3 separate regions of the Mus musculus genome follow, and regions 1 and 2 are each linked to region 3. Evidence: chromatin contacts called from public HiChIP or PLAC-seq and promoter capture Hi-C data. All regions are on one chromosome and are shown on one strand. Each heading gives the region's core, a stretch centred on a gene start, on an enhancer-like site or on the middle of the called end of the contact. The rest is flanking DNA. Distances are from core to core; before and after follow the strand shown.

The links. Promoter capture Hi-C pulls out the DNA fragments that hold promoters and counts their contacts. HiChIP or PLAC-seq counts read pairs in DNA pulled down with a chosen protein or histone mark.
Region 1: an H3K4me3 HiChIP or PLAC-seq map of stem cell-derived neural progenitor cells shows a contact between it and region 3, with 11 times the contacts expected there. The contact joins the promoter of Car2 here to the promoter of Mir124-2hg in region 3. A contact is called at or near these places in 1 of 484 Hi-C or Micro-C datasets (rod photoreceptor) and 3 of 115 datasets of contacts at active chromatin or transcription factors (astrocytes, embryonic stem cells and stem cell-derived neural progenitor cells).
Region 2: a promoter capture Hi-C map of embryonic stem cells shows a contact between it and region 3, with 8 times the contacts expected there. The contact joins the promoter of Car3 here to the promoter of Mir124-2hg in region 3.

Annotation. Positions count from the first base shown.
Region 1 is chr3:14,884,746-14,888,592 of GRCm38.p6, forward strand. It overlaps Car2 (carbonic anhydrase 2), which reads left to right and starts at 1,543. Exons shown (of 7, transcript NM_009801.5): 1 at 1,543-2,041; 2 at 3,089-3,286. The coding sequence starts at 2,008.
Region 2 is chr3:14,860,789-14,865,022 of GRCm38.p6, forward strand. It overlaps Car3 (carbonic anhydrase 3), which reads left to right and starts at 2,750. Exons shown (of 7, transcript NM_007606.3): 1 at 2,750-2,817; 2 at 3,462-3,659. The coding sequence starts at 2,784. It overlaps Gm41999 (predicted gene, 41999), which reads right to left and starts at 3,277. Exons shown (of 4, transcript NR_168331.1): 1 at 2,991-3,277.
Region 3 is chr3:17,788,026-17,792,129 of GRCm38.p6, forward strand. It overlaps Mir124-2hg (Mir124-2 host gene (non-protein coding)), which reads left to right and starts at 1,896. Exons shown (of 3, transcript NR_033490.1): 1 at 1,896-2,155.

The DNA of each region.
Region 1 (3,847 bases), core at 293-2,792, 2.9 Mb before region 3:
TCTGATTTATCTCAAAGACTTTTTGTTATCATAATTGGAACATGTCTTAGTAACTTTATATGTTTTTTTTCTGATTATGTTATATATACCCATATATATGAATATATGTGTGTATATGTACATATGAATATGTATATGTACATATGAATATACATACATATATACATAAATTTCCCCCACCTCCTGGGTTAGAAGGAAGTACATTTCTTCCCTCTAAAAACATGAATACATAAGCATTGGTTTTATTTTTACAAGCCCAGTGTTACTATCTGGCAGCCAGTGAATGACTGCCTGGGAGGAATGTCCCCAGTACAGCAGAGCTAGACAGTGACTGATCCACATGATACTATGAAGTCATCTCCATCATGAAGACCTGACAGAAAGAAAATGCCTACAGCCTCTGTAATTTGAAAAGAAAATGAATATGAGATATAATACCTGATGCTCTCTTGACTGTCCAAAGGTGGGCAAGGAGACTCCCTAGCAGGAGCCTGGCTCCCACTAAAACGTACCAGACAGGATGAGGATTCCCGTAGCTGCAACCAGAATTGGTGGGGTCTGAAGCCTTGAGAAGCACTTCATCAAAATCTGTTCTTATTCCACGCACGGTAGTAATGGAACAGGAAATGGGAAACCCCTAGCAAATTGTGCATCTCTAGTGTCACAGATGCAAGGGACTATTTGTGAATTGCACTTTGTAATGGTCCTATAAAACATTCTTCATCAAAAATTTCTTTTGACATCAACCTGAAGAGTCTTGTATAGAGAAGACCATAATTTTCTGAGTCTTAGTATAAGAACAAGGAGATCTACATGTGCATCATCTTTGTGTGGCACTGGGTGAAATAAAGGCACATGATGAGTCTGAGAACACTTAAAATGTAGTCAGATATTTTTCATTATACTTACACATAGATTCTAATATATAGGTAATGTGATGTCTAGGTGCCTCCATAGAAACACAAAAAAACTGTACCCTTCTCAATTTGAATTCTAAATAATATGGCCTCAGGTCCACAATAGATTCAATACAAAAAAATTGTTCTCAAAGTCAAATAAGAAAAAAAGTGTTAGGTGAAGAGAAATGTTTAAATAAAAATACACAAAAAGAACATTGAAAGGTGTGTCCCCGGGACACCCACGGTCCCTGGGAAGCCATACAGCTACCTTTCTTTTCTATTTTTTAAGTTTTGTGTTTTTTGTTTTGTTTTGTTTTGGGGGGGGGGGGTTGGTTTCGGCTTGTCAAATACAAATTCCTTTGCCAGGAAGGGGAAGTTCTCATCTCCTTGGAAGACATTTTTAAAATCCAATTCCAAAAAGCAAAGCGATTTTTGAGAATTGTTGGTTATGTTACATCAACAGTTCGGTGCCTAGGGTTAATTTGTGGAGCAAGCGGGAAGCTGGAGGGCGCCCTGGCGGCAAAGCCGGGTCGTCTTCCCGCAGCCCGGCAGCAGGGGGCCCCCCCGCTTCCCGCTCCCGGCTCCAGGATCCCCGCTCCCGGAGCCTCTAGGACGCTCCCCGCCCAAGGTCAAACTCCGCAGCCGCGTGCGTGCGGGCCGCGGCCGGGTGGCCGGCTGGCCCGCCAGCTCTGGGAAGCGGAGCCCCGCTGTGCGGGCGGGTGACCAGGTCGGTGCTCACAATGGGGCTGGGGAGTAGGGGCGCCGGCCCGCGAGGCTGCGCAGCGCCGGGGCGAGCTGGAGAGCGCGCAGCTGCTGCAGAGCGGGTCGGACGCAGAAGCGGAGAGCAGCCGGAGGGCGCCCCGCCCCAAGCAAGGTGCGGGGGCCCTCGAACACCGAGGCCTCCGCCTGTCACCTCTGCCTGTCACCTCCGTCCGCCACCTCCACGGTCTCCTCCCCTTGCTCAGGTCCACTCGGTCCCTCCCCTGGGCCGCCCAGAGCACCAAGTTGGCGGGAGCCTATAAAAGCCGGACGGTGCGACCCGCGACACACACTGCAGGACCGCTAGACGGACGACAACTTCTGCTCTGCCCCAATCACCGGCGTGACCATGTCCCACCACTGGGGATACAGCAAGCACAACGGTGAGTGGGGAGGCCGCGCGCTCCGGGCCGCGCGCTCCGGGTCTCGGCTCAGGCACCTGCCTCGCTCCGCAGATCCCGGAGCGCAGCTTGGATGCCGGGTCTCCGCTCTGGTACGTCCCTGGCGCCCGACTCAGAGCGCTCTCTAGGATCTGATCTCAAACTTGCTTGGCCGCGCACAGGGGTTGGGAGGGATAACCCAACGCAACACCCGACGACAATACCTATCGGGACCACAGCCGGTCACCCAAGGCTAACCTAGGCAGAATCGAGCAAGGGTTGTAACTAACATTTTACTTGTGTGTAGCAGAAAGGTTAAGGGGAAACACTTGTCCCCTTCACGTCTGTATCTGCTGCACTGTGGCTAAGATTCCCAGCGCACTTTGTTGTGGCATCTTCTGGAGCCCGTTTGGGTCTAATTGCGAGTTTTCCATGCATCTTTCAACTTCTAGTGTTAGAAGGTCAATCGCAGATACCTAGACGTCTTCCAGATCAAAGGCCTTGGTATATGACGCCATCTGAGGGGAAAAGAAGGTGCACTGGCTTGTGGTTGTGTGAACTTCCCAGCAAAGATAGTTCTAAAGGAGGGGCCTGAGCCTGAGTTTTGGTCTATACGGTCTTTACTGTCACCTAGTGTGGCAGCACGAGGTTCTCAGACCTGTTATAATGCCTTAGAATCTATGTTCCAAACTCAGTCACAAGAGGGCTTATATCCCCAGTCAGACCACTCTGTTTTCAGTAGTTCTGTCTAGTATTAGTCACCGAATTTGAGTGAAAAGATCTCAAAATTGCTAACGCTTGTCTGACAATGTTAAGAAATAGATGTATATTGACTCTAATTTTCGTGTTGGCCTTATGAGGTAGACTTGGAATATTATTACCCCATGTTACAAATAAAAGGACTGAGGCACATTTTGTTTTCCTAAATGTTAAGTTAGTATCACCTCCGAATGTTGAACTGAGCAGACTGTCTAGAAACACCAGTGGCTTCCGGTGGCTGGTGTCTCCCTTCCCACAGCAATGACCTAACAGCTCTCTTCTCATCTCTAGGACCAGAGAACTGGCACAAGGACTTCCCCATTGCCAATGGAGACCGGCAGTCCCCTGTGGACATTGACACAGCAACTGCCCAGCATGACCCTGCCCTACAGCCTCTGCTCATATCTTATGATAAAGCTGCGTCCAAGAGCATTGTCAACAACGGCCACTCCTTTAACGTTGAGTTTGATGACTCTCAGGACAATGCAGGTCAGTGTTTAGGAAAACATCCATCGGGCTTTTTAGCCAATAGTTATTTTCGGTCTTAATGGAAAATACAGGGACACCGGCAGGAGGTCCCTGCCACCACAATTTGTGTCCGAAAGCTGAGATGTCACTCTGATTTCTTTCATAGGTCCTAGAAGTAGGCTAATTACTGTGAAGTGTCCTCAGGGACTGTCAGATATGTAGGGCATCAGGCAAGGTGCCTGTGGGATGTCACAGAAAGCAAGTCAGGTCTTTAGCAATACAGAAACCAGGGAATTCACGAAATTTTAAACTTTTAAGATTCCCTTTAACACATTTGTCCTCCTAGATGAGAGCTATCCTCAGTAGGTATGACCTAATGTGTACTGCCTTCAAGTCAGTAGCGCAGAAAGTGATCATAATCTGAATATTTAAAAGGTTGAAGCTCTTGGTAAATATTGTTTGTATTTGTCAGTGTTGACATAGGGTGAGTATATAAAGATATAAGTATCTCGTTCAAAAATTTATTCCACAGTGAAGATTTTTCAGAGTTGTTTGGATATGCTTAGGCAGTTACTGAAAAAA
Region 2 (4,234 bases), core at 1,500-3,999, 2.9 Mb before region 3:
AAATCCTAGTTCATGTTTTTCTTTTTTAGTAAGGCAATACAAATCTAAATGTTATCACTTTTAATATTTTACGTTCAGCTTAGCAATATGATCAAGCTGACTTTGCCAAGGGCTCTCCTTTGCCTACTTTTCTCCTTTCTTCCCCCTGATCTCTTTCTCTGCATACACTCATTTGGGGAGACAAATCCAGAAAATGGCCCACTGCACCAACTTTCCCATGATTCTGCTGGGAGAATGGGAGGGGATCATTATTAACAGCTCTTTTATTTTTCTCCTAGTTTTCTCCTACCTGTATTCTCGTAACTGTTCCTATTCAAGCCAACTCCTAAAGCCTAAAAGTCTTATTCCCAATGTGGAAGAATCTTTTCCTTTGAGGGTAGGCAATTTTGAAATATATAGTTAAGTAAGTTGCAGTAACTCAGTAGCATGAATGTGATAATTTGCTGATCAGGTTTTTTTGAAAAATTTATTTGCAGATGAGTTCAAATGAGATATAATTACCTCTCTCTCTCTCTCTCTCTCTCTCTCTCTCTCTCTCTCTCTCTCTGCAACAGGACCTTATCTCTTTCTCTCTCTCTCTCTCTCTCTCTCTCTCTCTCTCTGCAACAGGACCTTATTATGTAACCTTGGCTGCTCTTGCACTCACTATGTAGACCAAGCTGGCCAGGAACTCATAGAGACATGATTGCCTTGTTCACTCCTGATGCTGGGACTAAAGGCACAAGCCACTGCTCCTGGCTTATATTTACACAGTTATTCCGAATTATGTTAAATTATAGTTTTCACTAATTTTATCCAAAGTACTGTTTGCAAACTTATATCCAAATTAGTTGCAAATTCTACCTAGTGTCTTTTTAAAATACGCCCCACTATGTACATTGTTAGGGTGCAAATAAAGCATTTAAAAAGCACTAAAAAGATTAAAGCATAAACAGTAGTAGCATTACAAATTACTAGATTGCATTTATAATTCATTGTGTTTTTATCTCAATATTCAGTTTCAAATAAATCTTGGTAAGATTTAGCTATCAGTCTCCTGATCATCCAGGTCAGAGTTTGTGTCACAGTTGACAGCATGGAATGAGACTACAGCTTACTCATCAACAGTCATGTGGCTGTAACTTTAAAGCACCTCTATTAATCTCACATACAGCAGCAGCCATCCCGGTGAGCTAGAAACCCAGGCATGCATACACCCTTAGAGCTAACGGTATTTGTTTCTCTGTGTTTGCTTGGATCTTCCAAACTAACTGAGAGTTCCTGATTCCACAGTGCTATTGTGTGGATCAAGTGATCCCTGGTCACAAAAATACCCTAGAGACTGACTCCCCTGGCGTCCAGGTTCTGAGTGTGGTCAGCCATTCCACATACCTAGCTGATGAGCTCTCGTTGCCATGATGAGAGATTTCCTTCTCAGGTTTTGTTACCCACGAGGAAAAGCAAAATGAAAACGTCATTTTTATAAAAGTAAAAGTTATAAGAAAATGCTTGCAGAGATCTTGTTCAAGACATTTCCAAGATACGGTGTATCTTTCTGGTCTCAAGATATTCTTGCCCAAACAAGATTTTTTTTTTCATAATAGATACATAGAATTGCAAACATCTATTATACCGGCTTCTTTCATGTGAGCCATAACCAGATATTTCTAATTATACCTTTGTCATGCACAAGTGGGATATGCCAGTTTTAGTCTCTGTTTATGTGGTTTATTGCATTACAAAACACATTAAAACTGAGAGAAAAGACACGAGCTCCCCCCCCCCGCCCCGCCCCGCGCAGCCGGCTCCCAAACCGATTTCATAGACCTTTTCCTTTTTTTCCTTGTCTCTAATTATGTCTTAGAAAGTGAAAATTTTATGTAGTGTACTCATTTTTGACTGTACCCTTTCAACTTCGGGTATCCTTGGTGCCCTGAGATGAACAGAGCAAAGCTCTGTGGCTCTGTCCCAGACTGCTGCTGACTGAGGCTAGGGTGCAGAGTCCCTCCCTGGCCAGGGATCCAGTGCTGTGCTCCTGAGTCGTACTAGACAAACTAAGCTAGACTGGTGTGACGCCTAAGCAGTCTACCTTACAGACTCATCCCTTAAGGATACCGGGACTGGAAAGCGGGCACTCCCAGACTCCTCCTCATCTCTATTCCCAGAATTTTACAGGTTTTCCGTAGGAGAATCACGCACTAGTCAGAGGATCAGAGGAGTTCTTTCCGTCCTAACCGGATTCCTGCAGGGAAAGGAACCCCAGCATCCGGAGACTGCAGCGGGTCCTCCATTCTGAGTTAAAAGTCTTCTGAGAGAGGCTGCAAGAGCCGCGGGTGCAACTTTTAGTTGCTAAGTAACACCAGACTGCAGCATGAGCCGGCTGCTCCTCCAGACCCCCAAGTGCAGGAAAACTGGAGGGAACCAGCCAAAGCGGGAGATCTTAGAAAGCTCAGCTGCTTGGTAGCCTGCAAAGTGAACAAAGGAAGGAGCCAGGGCTCTTGCAGAGCCAAGAAAGGGGGGGCTCTGTCCCCCTCCGTTCCCCCTCCGCGCCTCCTCCCTGCCCCCTCCTGCTACCCTCTCACCCGGACAGCTGTCCAGCTCTTGTAATTCATTGGCTTCTCCCGCCCCCGGCCTTCTGAGTACCACCCCAATCCAGTTTAGCCCCCTGCCTCACCGCTGACCTAATAAGGTCATGCACACTGCAGGAGATCTATATAAAAGAGCGAACTCTTGGAGACCTTGCCGGACAACAGGAGCAAGAAAGAGCAGGAGCTGTCCAGCGCTGAGAAACACGAAAGGTGACCATGGCTAAGGAGTGGGGCTACGCCAGCCACAATGGTGAGTGGGGCCAGGACACAACAGGGTGTATCTGCATTGCACAGGTGTGCAGGGAGGAATCCTTAAGAACTAGCATATAGTGAAAACTTTCTGGTGTTCCATGCTGCTGGTCTTTAACACGACTCACTGTTTTCCTTTCCACGGAGGAACCTGAAGCTCAGAGACATACTCACTATAACTAGCTTAAGGTCCGATGATGTGTCTGAGAAGTCACTCAGCCAGAAGTCAGGTCCAGTTGAATTTTTTCTGTGAAACTGAGAAGTGAGCCTCTTTGAGCTTGGGGTCCGGTAACAATATTTGCTTTGACCAAGTCAGCCTTGGGAAAAAGAAGAAAATATCCCTTCCAAGCTGCAAAGTACTCCAAAAAATATATGATCGATCTGTGGTTCATTTCAAAGATAAGCTTTTCTGGCTACATGGTTCTCAAGCCAGGGGAGGGAATGTGGAGATTGGAACGCTCTTTGAGCATAGGTAAGCAAGCTTCTAAATAGGTTTGAAATCAAAGTGCTGTGTTGCTCAATCTGAACCAGAGACCTTTCTGCAGTCACTCTTTGGCTTCTGTACACTTTGCTGGCACAGTTCACTAAATAGAGGCCTTGAGCTGTACTATTAAATGAATAAATTCTCTTCCATTTACTTCCTAGGTCCTGATCACTGGCATGAACTTTATCCAATTGCCAAAGGGGACAACCAGTCACCCATTGAACTGCATACTAAAGACATCAAGCATGACCCCTCTCTGCAGCCCTGGTCAGCATCTTATGACCCTGGCTCTGCTAAGACCATCCTGAACAATGGGAAGACCTGCAGAGTTGTGTTTGATGATACTTATGACAGGTCTAGTAAGTATAGCCCTTCGGCAGGGTCACGTGAGTGTGTTCAGTATCTAATGGCAAGACGCAATTTGTGACACGGTAACAGAATTATGGGAAGCGGGAGAAGTTTATCCCTGAAATGGAGATGACTTTAGACTTGGCTTTAGTTGTGGAGAACTATATTCACACAATGAAGAGGAATGTCACACCCTCTCGTTGCTGCAAAATGGCCATATGCCCAAGCTAAAAGTTAGCAAAACACTCCAGAGACAGAGTGTGGATCCCCAGGGGAGGACAGAGAGTCCACATGGGCTTTCTGACCACCGAGAGACAACGTTTTTATGGTTCCTGGTGATATGGAGAACAGATTCAACCATGATGAAAGAAATAAAATGGGTCCTCTCTTTCCTCGCGGATGGAAGGAGGCTAATTAATGTGAAAAGGCAGGGTCACTGTGTGAGTTAAAGAGGCCTGGTTTCAGGAAGTATCTTTGTGGTGAGTGTTTCTGATGTATATGACCACTTTTTCTTGGATCAATGTTAGTGTGGAATTGAAGCATTCATGGGAGGTTTTATTTTTTTAACCTACATTAGTAACTGATC
Region 3 (4,104 bases), core at 646-3,145:
CACGGGCCAGGCAAGTCCTTGAGGATCTTTAGCAATCACACATCCCAGGTCAATAAACTGAAAACGGATAGAATGAACATGATCAGTGAAAAGATACAGGGAAGGAAAATGATGTACCTAGTGCCTCCCCAAGTCAAAGTCCTCTGCCCCGATAAAAAACACCGACCTTTAGACCTGCTTTCTGTCTGGACTCCAGGCACAGAAATGATATTTTGTCAAGTAATTCCAGCCCCCACTCAGCACTTTACAAACATGTTTTACAAACACACAAGAACGTATCTTTTCTTTAGAATGTTTTATTTCATATTTTGTTTTACGTTTCCAAGTATCTTCGTAGGAACGCTTGTTGGATATTTCAAGCAGACAGAGGTACAGCTCAGTTATAGCCCAGTTCACTTAGCTCTGTGCTCAGGGTGAAACATGGCCTAATTCAAACGCCCAGGGTGACTTAGAGTATCAGAGTGAACATTTACAGTCAGGAAGTGGTGACATGTTTTGTTCCCATTGGGTAGTACTGAAGTTGCACCTCTCCAGTGTTCCAGTGTGGGGGGTTCTTGACTAGAGTTAGAATGAGAAATGGGGGTAGGAGCTGACAGTAGACTTAGCAGCAAATTACTGACAATTCAAAGTTTTTTGTGGTAAGGGATTCTACAATTTCCCAGAAGATGGGAGCACTAGGAAGGAGAAAAACACTCCTAAGTATCTTCCTAGCAGTGGCCTTGGGGGAGGGGGGGGTGGCAGGTGAGTGAGAGAGGAAGGTGGCCTTGCCACCCCACCACCTTCATTGAGGTAGAGCAATGGCTTGGTCTGGATTCTTTCTGAAAGAGAAACTGCAGGAATGCAGAGTTGCTTTTTGCGCCCCAACCTACTTAAAGGAGTGGGAGCCAAACCCCTGCTCCCAACAACAAGCAGCATTTTCCTTATCAGAAGCCCTCTGGGACTCAGCAAGCTTGATAGGCTCTGGCTCTGATGTCCCATAAGGCCCACTCTGTGGCTGGAAGAAACATGATCAAAACCCATGGAACTCAGACTTCACTGACCACAGAGTCCTGCCTGGAAAAGTTGAAAACATTCTCCCGAGCAAGGCCTATTTGTAGAACTCCTCAACCTAGTGTCTGTATAGCAAATTCTGATCCTATTTCATATTAAGAACATACTTACGTTTTTATTTAGTCCAGCAGATTTTCCCAAATGACTTAATTTCTTCCTGAGGCAATTTTAAAAATTCAGAATATTATTGTTTTTTAAAAGGAAAGAAATAGAAAGGCTCTCATTTAGAGCACTGAGGGATGTTATCAGTGTGACCTTGACGTGTAAATGGAGAAGGCATGCTAGGTTTGAGTCCGAACTCTTGTCTTCTTGCGTATCTGAGATGTTCTCGGTCTGGCTAAGAACAGGGACATGAGGAGAGATTTGTTTTTAAAGGTTACCATTAGCGGTTCACTAGCTGAGGTTAGGAATTTTGTATTTTTATATTTCGTGAAATTCATGATTTAATTATACTCCTCAAACAAATTAAGGGCAGGCCTTCTACACAAATTGGAGGCAGCTAAATGCTCTTTTGTGCCTGCAGCTCTCGGATTGTTAAAGAGGCTGCTGATGCATGAGAAGAAGTGCCTGATTTAACTCATTGGGATGCAGGAAGCGACCTGCCCTCTTTTGAAAAAAAAGTGAGAGAGAGAGAGAGAGAGAGAGAGAGAGAGAGAGAGAGAGAACACTAGCTTTAGAAGAGCAAGAGGGTGAGTGACAGAGAGAGGAGAGGAGAGGAGAGGAGAGGAGAGGAGAGGAGAGGAGAGGAGAGGAGAGGAGAGGAGAGGAGAGGAGAGGAGAGGAGAGGAGAGGAGAGGAGAAATACAGGGGCAGGGGGTGTGTGCCAAACTCCTTCTTTGCTGAGTAGAAAGCTTCTGAATTTCAAGCAGAAAGTGGAAGGAGCTCCACAGAGCAATATCTTGGGCTGCGTGTGCAGAGCGTAGACAATGAAAATCTCCGCCCCCTCCCCCATGCTCTCAAGTCTTCAAGATTTTTTTCTTTCCTTCACAACGATGGAAGCTATGTAAAAATCAAATACACAGAGATGTATATACTTTTTTTTTTTTAAAGCACAGACTAACAAACCGAAGGACCTGACCATGGATTATTCAAGGACTCACCTGCTGTAAGTACTGTCTGTCTTTTCCTGGGTTTTTAAGCTCTGCTTCGCGCGGTGAACTGAGTGTTCCTATTGTGAGCAGAGTTGCTGCCTGTGTCTGTATGTTTTTATTTGTAGGGGCTTCCTGCATTGTTTTTGTTTTGTTTTGTTTTTCTGTACCTAAGCTGCAGCATTTTACCTAGGCTAGTAATAGAGTCCTGTTATTATGCTGTGGATTGTAGCAGTGGGCTGGGGGCAGGGGAGGCGCACAGATCAGGGTTTCCCGCGCTTTGAGCATCCTTAAGAGTTGCTGCCAGCTTAACATCCTCGCTGAAAGATTGGTTCCTGTCGCTCAAAGGGTAGGACTACGGAGCTACCGGACGAGCTCTGGGGACAGGATGGAGTCAAAAGGAGAGATCTTAGACTGGGAGATGATGGGCCTCCATCCCCACAACAACACACCTAGTTTAGAGCCCTCTGCTGCCCACCGCTAACACCCGTTGTCTTGGGAGGATTAACACGGCCCTGAGCGCTGCTTCTGGAACCGAGCCTTTCCTGCGTTTTTGTTTTGTTTTGTTTTGTTTTTAACTTAAACCTTAAAGCTGGGATCTTCTAGACATCAGGGCTAAGTGAGGATGCCTCTGTGTGTGTGTGTGTGTGTGTGTGTGTGTGTGTGTGTGTGTGTGTGTGTGTGTGTGTGTGACCAAACAATATAAATTGCCATTCGCGGAAGATATTTTCTAGCCTCTTGAAAATATGCAAGAATTCTGCGGCCCATGCTTCCTTTGTGTAGCAGGCAGCGCCAAGCGCTTTGTGCTTCGCAAGTAGAAAATGGCGAGTCCTATTGTGTTTAGGCCATTTTCTTCCGGTACAAGGATTTCCCAAGTTTTCAATACTTTGAGGGGCAGGAGCAAGAATCAGCCCTCTTATACCCAGAAAAGCAAAAGCGGAAGCGGCTATGGCTGGGCCCCTTGGCCCGGTGGGTATGGACCTTGCTTTGAAACCAAGGGTCTGTTTCCCTGCTGTCCAGATATTTGAATAGAAACAATTTGTACTGGTCGGTGCCCTTTAAAGATTTGTAGTTCTAGAGGGCATTAGATCATAAGTGTGTGGTTATACACATACATGAAAATAATACCTCTCCTCTGATAACCTGCAGAAAATGAAAACAAAACAAAACAAAACAAAAAACCACCAATCATTTGGGGGTGGGGTAGTGTATTGTGTTTTTTCCTTTCTCCAGTCATCCCTGGGAGAATCACAGGACAAGATTATTTTTACTCTACTGTGTCAGTCTTTAGATTTTTTTAAACCTAAGATGAAATGCTATTGGTATTGGGGCAAAGAACTACTGAGTAAGAAGCCTTAGTCACTTCATCATCATGCTGTCCTCACTGCCATAGAAAGTGCTGGGGTTAGTAGGGGGATTCTTCAGAATTGGCTCATTGTAGATGTGAGATAGCTATCTACACTGCCCACAGCTGTATGAAGATACAATAGAGACAGGACGATCTCCCAGAGGAGTATTGTTCCGTTCTTTCTCTCTTTTTCCTTGGAGTATCAATTTTATAAATTTTCTTGGTCTAGCTAAGCCATATTCAAAAGTAAACAAAGATGACTCTACAAGACTAAAGAGCTCTGTGTTACTTTTCTTAGCCAGAGGGGAGAGGGTGAGACAAAGTGGGCAGATGAAAATTTTATATCCTATTTATTAAAGATCTTTGTATAGGTGCATTGAGCGATCGTTTGTCAGTTCAGAAATAATGAAATGTAGCCCTCTCCCCATTTGATTCTGGTACTTCATTTGGTGAGAAATACAGAAAAAAAATGAAAACAGCTGAATGAAGAAGAAATGGGGCTCACATACTATTCTCCTCCTTTTATATAATCTTAAAAAGTTAAGAAGTCAAATTAATGAAGAAACACATTGACTTAAAATTTTCCAAAGCACTGGAGCTTGTTCCTTCATATGGATC